2 separate regions of the Hordeum vulgare genome follow, and region 1 is linked to region 2. The links are chromatin contacts, called in public Hi-C maps. All regions are on one chromosome and are shown on one strand. The core of a region is the stretch at or near the end of the contact, and the rest is flanking DNA. Distances in the headings are between cores, read along the strand shown. Region 1 holds the start of LOC123448713 (eukaryotic translation initiation factor 2 subunit beta). Region 2 holds the start of LOC123448710.

The links. Hi-C and Micro-C count contacts between places; a contact is called where the count stands out from the background.
Region 1: a Hi-C map of seedling shows a contact between it and region 2, with 3 times the contacts expected there. The contact joins the promoter of LOC123448713 here to the promoter of LOC123448710 in region 2. A contact is called at or near these places in 2 of 6 Hi-C or Micro-C datasets (leaf and seedling).

The regions. Positions count from the first base shown.
Region 1 is chr4H:396,708,756-396,714,983 of MorexV3_pseudomolecules_assembly, reverse strand. It overlaps LOC123448713 (eukaryotic translation initiation factor 2 subunit beta), which reads left to right and starts at 4,811. Exons shown (of 10, transcript XM_045125688.1): 1 at 4,811-4,920; 2 at 5,007-5,106; 3 at 5,910-6,015; 4 at 6,093-6,148. The coding sequence starts at 5,062.
Region 2 is chr4H:396,409,839-396,416,434 of MorexV3_pseudomolecules_assembly, reverse strand. It overlaps LOC123448710, which reads left to right and starts at 3,677. Exons shown (of 7, transcript XM_045125685.1): 1 at 3,677-4,120; 2 at 4,266-4,340. The coding sequence starts at 3,692.

The DNA.
Region 1 (6,228 bases), core at 3,562-6,061, 300 kb before region 2:
TCATCAATCCCTACCTCGCGGGAGTGCTGCAACACCCTCAATCTATCGAGATGCGTGAGGGGATGTTGCACATCCGTGATGTTGAGGGGCCCAGACCGGAAGCATGGAGGCGAGGCTCGAAGCAATGGAGCAACATGTCTTCAAGTGCCAAGGGATGGTGGAGCATGGACTAAACGCCAACCACATGATGATCACGGAGTTCACCAACAAGCACAAGATTGATGCGAATGACATTGGGAAGCACCTCTCCAGGCTCTACGACAGGATTGATCACCTCCAAGCCCAGATCTATGACCTGCAGAACCAAAACTGTGAGTATGAGTATAGATTTAAATCTATACGGTTAGCTGCAGATTTGAGGATTCCGGAGACCCGTTCATCTTTCCATGATGGAGCACCTATGCCTTGGAAGACGGAAGATCAAACCCATGTTGCAACAACTCCATAACCATCACCTCCAAAGGAAGACAACTAAGCATGGGTATGGGCAATCCCCTTGGCTTGTGCCAAGTTTGGGGGAGTTGCCCCGGTATCGTATCACCATCACATCTTTTGCCTTTACCTTTGTTTTAGTTTGTTCCTTTTCAGTTTTCTCTTTCTCTAGTAGAATAAAGGTCTTGGTGTTTTAGGCTTGAGTTTTGCTTTGTGTCACCCCCAATGTATTCGAGCTCGTGAGCCATATAATAAAGAGTGTCTTAGTTGAAGGGCCTTGCCTCTTGCCATGATCAAAAGATTGAGAAAAGAACAAAAGCATGAAAGATCATGTAATGATCTTATGGGAAGTGATGGCTTCACATATAAAAAGAATGTTGATTGAAACTTGTTGAGGGTAGACAAACGTAGACCTTGGTCATTGTTGCAATTAATAGGAAGTGATAAAGAAGGAGAGGTTCACATACAAATATATCATCTTTAACACCATCTATGATTGTGAACACTCACTAAACTATTGCATGCTTAGAAGTAGATGTTGGACAAGGAAGACAACATAATGAATTGTGTTTGCTTGGTTCCGAACAATGTTATATAATTAGAGATCCCTTAGCATGTGACGATTGCTTCCACCCCATATTAGCCAAAACCTCCCGCACTAAGTAGAGATACTACTTGTGCATCCACAAACTTTCAACCCAATTTTGCCATGAGAGTCCACCATACCTACCTATGGATTGAATAAGATCCCTCAAGTAAGTTGTCATCGGTGCAAGCAATAAAAATTGCTCCCTAATATGTTTGATCTATTAGTGTGTGGAAAATAAGCTTTGTACGAACCTGTGATGAGGAAGACATAAAAGCGACAAACTGCATAATAAAGTTCTTTATCACAGGAGGCAATATAAAGTGACATTCCTCCGCACTAAGAGGACACGCATCCAAACCTCAAAAGCGCATGACAACCTCTGCTTCCCTCTGCGAAGGGCCTATCTTGTACCTTTACTTTTTGCCCTTGAAAGAGTCATGGTGGTCTTCACCAATTCCTTGTTTCGCCTTTATCTTGGCTAACGTCATATGCTTGAGAAAGATATATATTCATATGTCAACTTGGAGGTAAGTATTCATTAATTATTATTGTTGACATTACCCTTGAGGTAAGTAGTTGGGAGGTGAAACTATAAGCCCCTATCTTTCTCTGTGTCCAGCTGAAACTTTGATCTCATGAGTACCACGTGAGTTGTAGCAATTGTAGAGAACGAAAAGATGATTGAGTATGTGGATTTGCTTTACAAGCTCTTATTTGACTCTTCCTGATGTTGTGATAAATTGCAATTGCTTCAATGACTATAGGCTATCGGTTGTTAATTCTCGGTAAGGTTCTTGATTCATACTTTACTTTGTGAAGGAATTGTCACTTTAGCATGAGAGATTATATGTTGGTATTGTTGTTCTAATCATGATCATGATGCCTACATGTTCGTATCTTGTTTTGTCGACACCTCTCTCTCTAAACATGTGGTCATGTTTATTAATCTAGGCTTTCGCTTGAGGACAAGCGAGGTCTAAGCTTGGGGGGAGTTGATACGTCCGTTTTGCATCATGCTTTCATGTTGATATTTATCGCTTTTTGGGCTGTTATTTCACTTCACGGTACAATACTTATGCCTTTTCTCTCTTATTTTGCAAGGTTTACATGAAGAGGGAGAATGCCGGTAGCTGGAATTCTGGCCTGAAAAAGGAGCAAGTTTGAGATGCCTATTCTGCGCAACTCCAAAAGCCGTGAAAATCAACGTGGATTTTTTTTGGGATTTATAAAAATACTGGGCCGAAGAAGTGCGAGAGGGGCGCCAGCAGGTGGCCACAAGCCTGCTAGGCGCGGCCACCCCCTGGCCGCGCCTAGGGGGCTTGTGGGCTCCCTGCTGGCCCACTGGCCCCCCTATTTTGCTACAAGAAGGGTTTCGGTCTCGAAAAAAAATCAAGAGGAGGCTTTTCGGAGGATTCGCCGTCGCCATGAGGCGGAACTTGAGCAGAACCAATCTAGAGCTCCGGCAGGACGATCCTACCGGGGAAACTTCTCTCCCGGAGGGGAAAATCATCACCATCGTCATCACCAACACTCCTCTCATCGGAGGAGACTCATCACCATCAACATCTTCATCTCCAAACCCTAGTTCATCTCTTGTAACCAATCTCCGTCTCGCGACTCCGATTGGTACTTGTAAGGTTGCTAGTAGTGTTAATTACTCTTTGTAGTTGATGCTAGTTGGATTACTTGGTGGAAGAGTTTATGTTCAGATCTTTGATGCTACTCATTACCTCTCTAGTCATGATTATGATTATGCTTTGTGAGTAGTTATTTTTGTTCCTGAGGACATGGGATAAGTCATGCTGTAAGTAGTCATGTGAATTTGGTATTCGTTCGATATTTTGATGTGTTGTATGTTGTTTTTCCTCTAGTGGTGTTATGTGAACGTCGACTACATAACACTTCACCATTATTTGGGCCTAGAGGAAGGCATTGGAAAGTAGTAAGTAGATGATGGGTTGCTAGAGTGGCAGAAGCTTAAACCCTAGTTTATGCGTTGCTTCGTAAGGGGCTGATTTGGATCCACTAGTTTAATGCTATGGTTAGACTTTGTCTTAATTCTTCTTTCGTAGTTGCGGATGCTTGCGAGAGGGGTTAATCATAAGTGGGATGCTTGTCCAAGTAAGGGCAGTACCCTAGCGCCGGTCCACCCACATATCAAACTATCAAAGTAACGAACGCGAATCATATGAACATGATGAAAACTAGCATGACAGAAATTCCCGTGTGTCCTCGGGAGCGTTTTTATTCCTATAAGAGTTTGTCCAGGCTTGTCCCTTGCTACAAAAGGGATTGGGCCACTTTGCTGCACCGTTGTTACTTTTATTACTTGCTACTTGCTACGAATCATCTCACCACACAACCACTTGTTACCGATAATTTCAGTGCTTGCAGATATTACCTTGCTGAAAACCACTTGTCAGATCCTTCTGCTCCTCGTTGAGCTCGACACTCTTACTTATCGAAAGGACTACGATTGATCCCATATACTTGTGGGTCATCAATCACCAACAACACTTGAGAAAGTCTAAGAGGCAAGACTAGGGATCTCTATTTAACCATTTATCATTCCACACGTGCATATGAGTTTTCCACTTAATCGCATATTCGAGGATCATAGCAGTTATATCATAGAATATAAACTCTTAATTATGAATATGGAAATATAATTGTATAATATTATTGCCTTTAGGGTATATTTCAACACTACTCACATATGGTCATGGAAGCAACAAGGCTGATGAATAAGCTTCTGATGATAGATTTCTTCCCCCGCATGGTGTCGGAACAAGCCTCCAAATCGGATCTCTTTAGAGCAACAACTTTCGGCGGCGGAAAAAATCAAAGAAATTTGGTACAAAGTGTTTCGTGATTTTAGGATTTATAGGTGAAAGACTGGGCGAGAGATTATGCACATGGCCCAACATGGCCTAGTGGTGCGGGTCCACCCGTGGCCACACCACCTAGTTACGTGGGTCCCCTAGCAGGTCTCGACACTTTCTGGACTCCTCATGATGCAAAAAAATCATATTACATTCTCCGGATTTTTGACCTCTGTAGACATGGATTTTCTGAAAAGTCAACAACATGCACAAAACAACAACTCGTTTTTTGATCTATGTGGACATGGATTTTCTAAAAAGTCGAGAACATGCAGAAAACAACAACTAACTATGGGCACCTAATTAATAGGCTACTCGAGAAAAATAATATAATTTGGTATAAAAAGTATTCGAAATTAAATATTATAATAGCGTAAAACAATTAGAAAACATATGTTTGAGACATATCAAGTAGTGCTGATGAGCACGATGACAATTGGAGATGCGGGGTGACAACGACATGAGCGTGCAAGGAGGAAGAAAGAGAATTGGATCGAGGGGATTGACCTAAATCTACTAGGATTCGTTTTCTCTTCTTTAGGAGAGGGGGGGGGGATTTCATCATTGGGGGAAATACAAGATAAATAAATTGTCATGTTTTGACTAGAACCAAGCTCAAATGTCTGCAATGACATTTATGGATGTGACAATTGAAGTGACGTTTTAAGTTCTAGAAATGTTGTAGTGGTATTTCTGGGAATCACAAAAATTACAGCGGTATTTATCGATTAACCATTTTTCTTTGATTTTGAAGCATACTTTTTTTTTCTTTGAAGAACTGAATTTGAAGCATACTGTCTATTGAAAAAGAAAAGGTCTGTAAAAGAAGGCCAAGGCCGCATCTAGGTTTTCCGTTGCCCGGAAAAAAAGAAGTCAGGCTAGGGTCTACAAATACGGCCCATCGTCTCTCGTCTGAGATAAACGCCTGGCAAAAGAAGTGGGAGAGAGAAAGAGCTCTGGACGACTGAAACCCTACCCGGAGCCCCGCCCCCGCCGCCGTCGCCTCTCCCTCTCGCTGTAAGAGTTGGAAACCCTTTCACCCGAGAATCCGTCTCTCTCCCATCCAACCCGATCTGATCCGGCTCCTGCGTCCTCCTTTCTAGGTTTAGAGCCGTCGCGCCGCCAGCAGAAGAGGGGGTGAAGAAGGCCAGCGTCACCATGGCGGACGAGGAGCAGATGGAGCGGAAGGAGGAGGCCACCGAGGTGAAACGCTCTCTTATCGGTTTCTCTCTGCACGTCTGTTTCGGCGGATTCGTCTTTGGTTTGGACGGCGACTAGGCTGCCAAACCAAGGGGAACGGATATAATTTCGTGCCTGCTGTTTGTCTGGTTTGTGAATTCGAGACGATGGGGTCCATCTGTCGATTTGTATGCTTTGGTTGAAGATGTCTAATCTGCAAGAGCGATTTAAGCTGCTAAGCCAATGGTGGTTGTGTGACGTGTAGTCAGATGCGGTACTGCCATGGTTCGCTCTACGGGCAGCAATTCTTATATTTGCTAAACGTACGAGACTTAACAATTAAGCATAGGATTTGAAGCTCGTGTAGCATTAAACAGTAGTACGTGATTTTTTAGGACATTTGAACTCTTAATGTCTGCCTATGCTGTAAGTAGATTTTTCTATCAGATGACCTAGATTTTTGCATCAGACCAGGTAAACAATTCATGTTGGAGATATTGGTGTTGTTATGCATCCCTGCCAATGACTATCATGGAAACAAAAGTGTGATGCTAACATTTGAAATTATATGTCACCATAATGTTGCCTTGTACTGAAATTACTGGATAACTTCACTGTTTTTATTTGACGGGCAAACAGTAGGGGAATCCCTTCATTGAATGAAGAGGTGGGAAGAAGACAGTGTGCTTCACTGTTTATTAGTATTAGTATTATGTTTAGTTTGGTTCCAAATAGTTGTATTCCAATGTTTTATATATTTGTTGTGCCATGCTTGTATTTCCTGTCTCTTGTGCACATTTATTGATAATGTTTATGATGTTTTGCAGATTGCACCTTTTGATCCAACCAAGAAGAAGAAGAAGAAGAAGGTCGTCATCCAAGATCCAGCTGATGAGGTTGATAAGCTGGCAGAGAAGACAGAGGGCTTGTCAGGTCTGTGTATTGATGCAAAAAAAAGATCTCATTATCTGCTGCCTGTTGTTGCTGAAAGTTTTCTGCATTATTTTCAGTCACTGAATCTGGCGAGCCAAGCTTCGCGGGATTGAAAAAGAAAAAGAAGAAAGTTGTGAGTTCATTATGCTGAGTTTGTGCCTCTGCTGTGTTTTGCTTATTTCCAATGCTGTTTGAAAAAGTTGTGAGATGTCT
Region 2 (6,596 bases), core at 2,428-4,927:
CTCGTGCTTCCTTGACCCGTCCCTTGTTGGCTCGTGCTTCCTTGACCCGTCCCTTGTTGGCTTGAACTTGGTTGGCTAGGACTTGGTTGGCTAGGACTTGGTTGGCTTGACCTGGAATCATTGTTTTTGGACTTCTTCTTTCGCGCGTACACCTTCTTCTGTTGTGCCCTGTTACACCGCAATCTCCACATTGTGATCTCTCAGTAGGCTCTTGGAATTGGTTGTTCCCCATTTCTCTGCCACCACCATGGCCCCATCCATCCATGTCTCCTCTAAAACGCTTTGTCTTTCGTCTTCCCAGTTTCACAACCTTCCACTCTGGGTCGGGCCATAGTTGTACTCCATGATACTCCGGCCATTGTGATTGGTCAAAGTATGGTTCAAATCTAGGAGCCCATGTATGCTTCGTGGTCATGATCGAGAACTCGGACTCCCTCACGGTTAGTGGATGGTTGACGTCCACATTCCTACTGCGAGCTGCCGTGTACAAATGCGAGCATGCGAGATGAAGCAACCTTGGTCTCCCACAAGAGCAATCACACAAGGATAAAGACACCTTGAACGCCCTGTTTCCGTGTTGCTGGCCATCGTTTGTCATTCCTCCGGGCTCATTCACTTCGTATGTACAATCCTCGTTGTTGTACAGGGTAGCCGTTTGGGAGTCAGCCTTCCGTGATTGAAATACCATCCATTTGTCAACCTTTGGTGGAAACTGGTACTTATACTTTTTCTTGTTCTCTCCCGCAATCTGATCATCTGTTTCTTGTGAGTACTTTAGAAAGTATGCTCTCAACTTGTCGAATGTGTATTGAACTATTGCCGTCACCGGCAACGCACGGACACCCTTCAACACCCGGTTGAAGCATTCTGCCATGTTACTGGTCATTTGACCATATCTTCGGCCATCTTCGTCATAAGCTCGTGCCCACTTGGCCCGAAGTTCAATGTGCCTGTTAAGAAACTCAAGCCCACCTGCATCAAGTTTTTTGTTTACAAGCAAAGCATTATACAATCTTGCAAATCGTTTGTCAGAAAATGCTTGACAACAATCCTGAAGATCATCCGCGAACTCCTTGCTACCACATGCCCGGTAGAAGTTTGCACAGAAATGCCTCATGCACCATCGATGATGCAAAGGAGCATGACCGGGAATGACAATGTCAACCGCGTTAAGTATGCCTTGATGACGATCCGATATGACACATATTTCCCTCTCAAACGGTAATACTTTGGTTCTCAAAATATGCAAGAACCATTCCCAGTTAACATTGTTCTCTGCCTCAACCAAAGCAAAAGCCAAAGGCATCAACCGGTTATTGGCATCACTTGCTATTGCAACCAACAAAGTGCCCTTGAATTGTCCGGTCAAAAACGTGCCATCGATGGAGATGAAAGGACGACAGTGCTGGAAAGCCCTCACACATTGCTCAAATGCCCAAAATGCACGGCCAAATACGCGAACCCTATTTCCATTCTTAATCCTTGTTTTCTCCCCATACGGCTCGACCACATGAACCATGCCCGGGTTAGTGTGGGCAATAGCTCCCAACAACCTAGGTATGCGGTTGTATGCTTCCTCCCAATCACCATACAACATCTTGAATGCGGCTTGCTTTGCTTTCCATGCCTTACCATATTTCACCTCGTAGTGAAAGAGGGCTTTCACAAGGTCTTGTACGCTTTTTATGCTCATTGTAGGAAGAGAGGAGATGGAGTTGGAAAGCCTATAAGCGATGAACTCGGAGGTTAGTTGTCTATGGCTTTGCGACGATAGGGCACCATCAACCCTCTTGCCTTGACACATGTGAGGCATACAACTGACAATGTTCCATCCTGGCCCTCCTTTCCATGGTCTTGCACAGACAATCCAAGGACAACCTCTATCCTCACAAGCAACCGTGTAACGCAGCTTCATGTTTGAATGAACAACTTTGTGTGGCCTGTAATGCGTAACAGAATATTCATCCAACCACATCTTCAGTTCAAAGAATGTTTCGAACTTTGACCCCGGCAAAATAATATTCTTCCCATGTGTGTCCCGATGAGAAGGTGGCCTAACTCCAAACAATATGCCTTCGCCTCCGTCAACCACGGCTTCATCCGCAATGCTAAGATCCTCGAACAATGGTGTCCGGTGATCACGCTTTAATACCTTCGTGAAAGCTTCAGCCTCCTTTGCCGTGAACCCTTCCTCATCAACTTCTTCATCGGGACCCTCATCGTCAGACTCAGAGGCATACCCACGTGAGTACGGAATGGAATGGTCCATTGTCTCTTGCAAATTATATTTGTCCAAATCACCAAGATTGTTGTCATGAAGAACATTACCATCATCATAGTGCTCATAATTAGCCTCTACCAATGGTTCATGTTCAATGTTGACCTCTTCGTTAGCCTCATAAACACAAGAAAGAGGTTCAATACTGGCCTCTTCGTTGATGGTTGCAGGAATAGCTTCAACAATCGAAGAGGAAACCCGGTTCAAATCCAACAAGTTAGGAACATTTGTTTTCATGGCAAATAACTCTAGAGCCTTGTCTAGTGATTCTGCCACCGTATCCTTGTATGCAAGCCAACGTTGCTCGGAGTTGACACGCATGGTCTTCCAACGAATGTGCATTCCGAATCCCACATTATGCCTACCAGCAAACTCAACTACATCACTAGGGTCCATCCAATTCAAATCCTTTCGAACTTGTTCCAACAATTCAGCATAGCTAGGACACAAATCGAACACCATGTCAAGCTCATCCGGGTCCGGACCAATATTGCCTTTTAAAAAGGCATCCTTGTCCACGTGATGAACATAAACACATGTTCTTCTCATACCTAAACAACAAAACATAGAACCTTTTTATGAGCAATCATACAATTACAATAACCATAGCCTAACTTCCAAATAACCCTAACCCCCTCATAACCCTAACACAACCAAACATCCCTAACCCTAGCATAACCATAGCCTAACCCTAGCCTAACCCTAAAACAACCATAATGCACACATCCAAACAACCCTAATCCTAACCCCATCATACCCCTTATCCTAACATACAAACAATAAAACAATATGATATACATCCCACATTTCATGAAAAACTAGGGTTTCCTCAAATTTGCAAAAAAAAGAACACAAAAGATATTCCTTTGGATGAGAATGAGGGAAGAGGTGGGGATTACCTTAGGGGAGTGATTGGACAACAAATGCCCGCTCCAAACCTTCAGATTTGGTGATGTAGAGAAGGATTTGAGGGAGGGGGCAATGGCTGGGAGAGGGGCTGGGGGAGGGGAATGAGGGAGGGGGTGGGGAAGGGGGTGGGGAGGGGGCTGGCCCGTGGCTCTGTAAGTCAGTGTGTGGCGCCTAAGGGTCAGGCGCCACACATTACAATGTGTGACGCCCGAGGCTTAGGCGTCACACTGCCTGGGGGTGGGGCCCTCCCTGCCACGTGGTCGGGGGTGTGACGCCTAACCTCTAGGCGTCACACAGTACAGTGTGGCGCCTAGGTGTCGGGCGCCACACAAAAGGGTCAGGCCGGTGAATTATTTCTTCCAAGGAGTCAATCCGTGAGTTCTTTCGTCCCAGGGGTCATTTTTGTCAATTTTTCCTACCGGGCCTGACTGGTTCCAAACGCAATCCCATTGTCTCATCCGATCGTCTCCGAGTTCGAACTCCCCACTTCCTGACCCTCCAACGATGTGCTCCTGCGCGCCCCTCCCCCACCCACCCTGCAAACCCGCGCCAGCGCCACATCCAAACCTAAACCCAAAGCTCAGCGCCGCCTCCGCGCACGGACCAACACTGCTCCGCTGCGCCCTCGTCGCGCGCGCGGCCGCAAGGGACGATCCGCCGCCGGCGCCGTCCAGCTTCGACTTCCTGGCGCTGAAGCGGGAGCTCGAGGAGCAGGAGGAGGCGGTGGTCTCTGTGGATGTGACGGGGGGAGGAGGAGACGAGGTTGTTAACGAGGAAGATGACGAGAGGGAGCCGAAGAGGATTGGTAGCAGCGGGAGGAGGACGGGGAGGCAAATGGCGAGGCGGTCGGGGCTGCTAGCGAAGCAGGTGATCAGCGTCAGCTCAGCGCGGAGCCTCGGGTTCGTGTCTCAGCTGTGGGTCGACGCCTCGTCGGTACGGGCTCCTCCTCCCTGCACCTGTTTTCGTTTGGCCAAGCCATCTGATGTGACTTGGCCAGTTCACGAGTGGCGATTGCAAATTACGGTTCACATCCTCGTGGTGGTCTGTTAATTTAGTTGTTCCCGCATCTTACATGAAGGGCACGATCTACCATCATGACGCAATGCCTTACCGTGTTATCTGTCATCACGAGTTCACGACCACGAGACCAAATGTATGCTGTTGTTCTATCTGGGCTTAAGTCATATCTGTGATATGTTTAGTGTAATGTGTAATGTGTTAATGTTCTAGCGTGATTGGCAGATGTGGGTGTGATTTCCTCTTCTTCTATTGGCACACATTTCCTAGCTGCCAACGGGGCCTTTCCTCCATGAAGTTTGGATTCCGCTGTCGTATATCAGATCAATTAGCTGTGGGTGCTTTCCCATAATGCGTAAACTGTGACATACAGAGGGTCAGCTACATCCTTGCTTAGGCGATACTGAATACTTTAAAGGGTCATTTAGCATTATGACTAACGAGCACTAAAATAATTCATTAGGAAACATGGGCATTCACCCACTTATGGTTTGAGCACCAAATCATCATGAAGTTTCGAAAGTATTTGATGATGTTAGCCTCTAGAGTGCGTTTGAAGTTTCAACTTCCAATTAAAAGAAACAAAAACAACAAGTTTGTTGTGAAAAGTAGTATTTGTCTTCTTTTCATTTATCACTTGTCAGATTCTTCTCATTTCTGTTACTCCTAAATTTTGTACATAGGTGTAGTGAATTGAGAAGTACACTGGTTTTTCTTCCTGATGATTTAGTGCCTGAACTGAAAGGCAAGTGCATGTGATATGATTGATGATATGTTGCTATGAATATAAATGAATGGATGAATACATATATTATTCAAATAATGTATGTCTTGGCGCAAGTTCTGATGTGGTTTTCAAATCTCCCTGTGGCCAGCCGCACTAGGGGGGAGGGGGACTGGAGGGTGATAGGCTGTGCTTGACCGACTATGCTAGGTGAGGGGGAGGCAAGAAATGGATAACACCTGTTGTGAAAGCGGCTACGAAGATGGGCTTTGTGTTCAGATTTTAGCCTAGGGTGTCAGACAAAGCTTCACCATTCATCTTCTCTTGTAGTCCCTTTTTCTACTAGAATTCACAACCCAACTAAGCTCGGTTAATCTAAGATTCACGCGTACACATATGTTTTTGATTTATTAAAGGAAATTTCCCAGCTTATCATAGCAACCGGAAAACATTTTTTTTTTTTTTTTTGCAATTGACTTCTTAAGGCCCACTGAACCAGGAGTGTTCCTGGTGCCAACCTATCCGTACGTGAAAAATGAAGATGGATTAAAAATAGAATGCATCCTCTTCATCTTGGACAGGGGTGTGTGGAAGCTTGCTGTCCATGTGCCAGAACCATGAGTTGTCGCGAGATCTTATGGGTTTCACCTCTAGACTACCCCAACTTGTTTGGGACTAAAGGCTTTGTTATTGTTGTTTGTTGTTGCATCCTCTTCATCTTCCTCAGCCAGCGAAGCTCAGCCTACTTGTCATCAGTATCAATCATCAATATTACCTGTATTTTCTGGCAATATCCTTGCCATGAAAACATCGATACTTCCAGCAACCAGTGTACCCTTATCGGATACCGTATCCGATACTGATTCTTTCCCGATACGTCCCAGATACCTCTCAGGCTCTACTAGTGCCGGTGGTGGGCGCCTTTCCCCGGTGCTCCTGCTCCCTCCTGTAGAATTCTATCTTACGGAAGGTTGCTGATTTCCTCCTCCCTTTCCCTCTAACTGAAATTTTACATGAACTTGTTGGCTGTTGGTTCTTGCTTTTGTTGAAATCATGGATAAGAAGATAGAAGATAATGGACTGCACTGATAGAAGATAATGGACTGCACTGACTAAATATATGCTAAATGGCTTTATGCTTATTGATACCATATCTTTTTTATTGTTTAAAAAAGTAGTCAAGTGGATCCCCGTATTGGCACTTTTCAGAATTGCCGTATTTACATATCCATATCGGTGCAATCTAGATCCTCGCTGATGAATCCAAATAGCCCTTGCTTTATGATTTGCACCTTCATTAAAGAAATAGCCCACAAGTAACTGAAGTAACTTCCCGAATATATTATTTGGTGTTGGCAAATATGAGTTAAGGTCACATTATTGCTCCGAGTATAAACAACCTGTAATAACGCTGCAATGAGGACATGCCTGACCTTGTGGGTTCTACCCTAGTTTACAGTCATAGATCAAAGCTGGTATTGGATCTAGTTTACTATCATAGACCATGCTCCACCTTCCTCTTTTTTCTTTTGGAGAAATCCTCTTATGTTTTGATACGAACCTTTCCCTTCTTAGGATTTGTATGTTTAAACCAAACATTTTCCTAGTAGCAAAAATACTGTAGTCAATTGCCACAGTTGAACAATCTTTTATTCCGAGTTATCCATT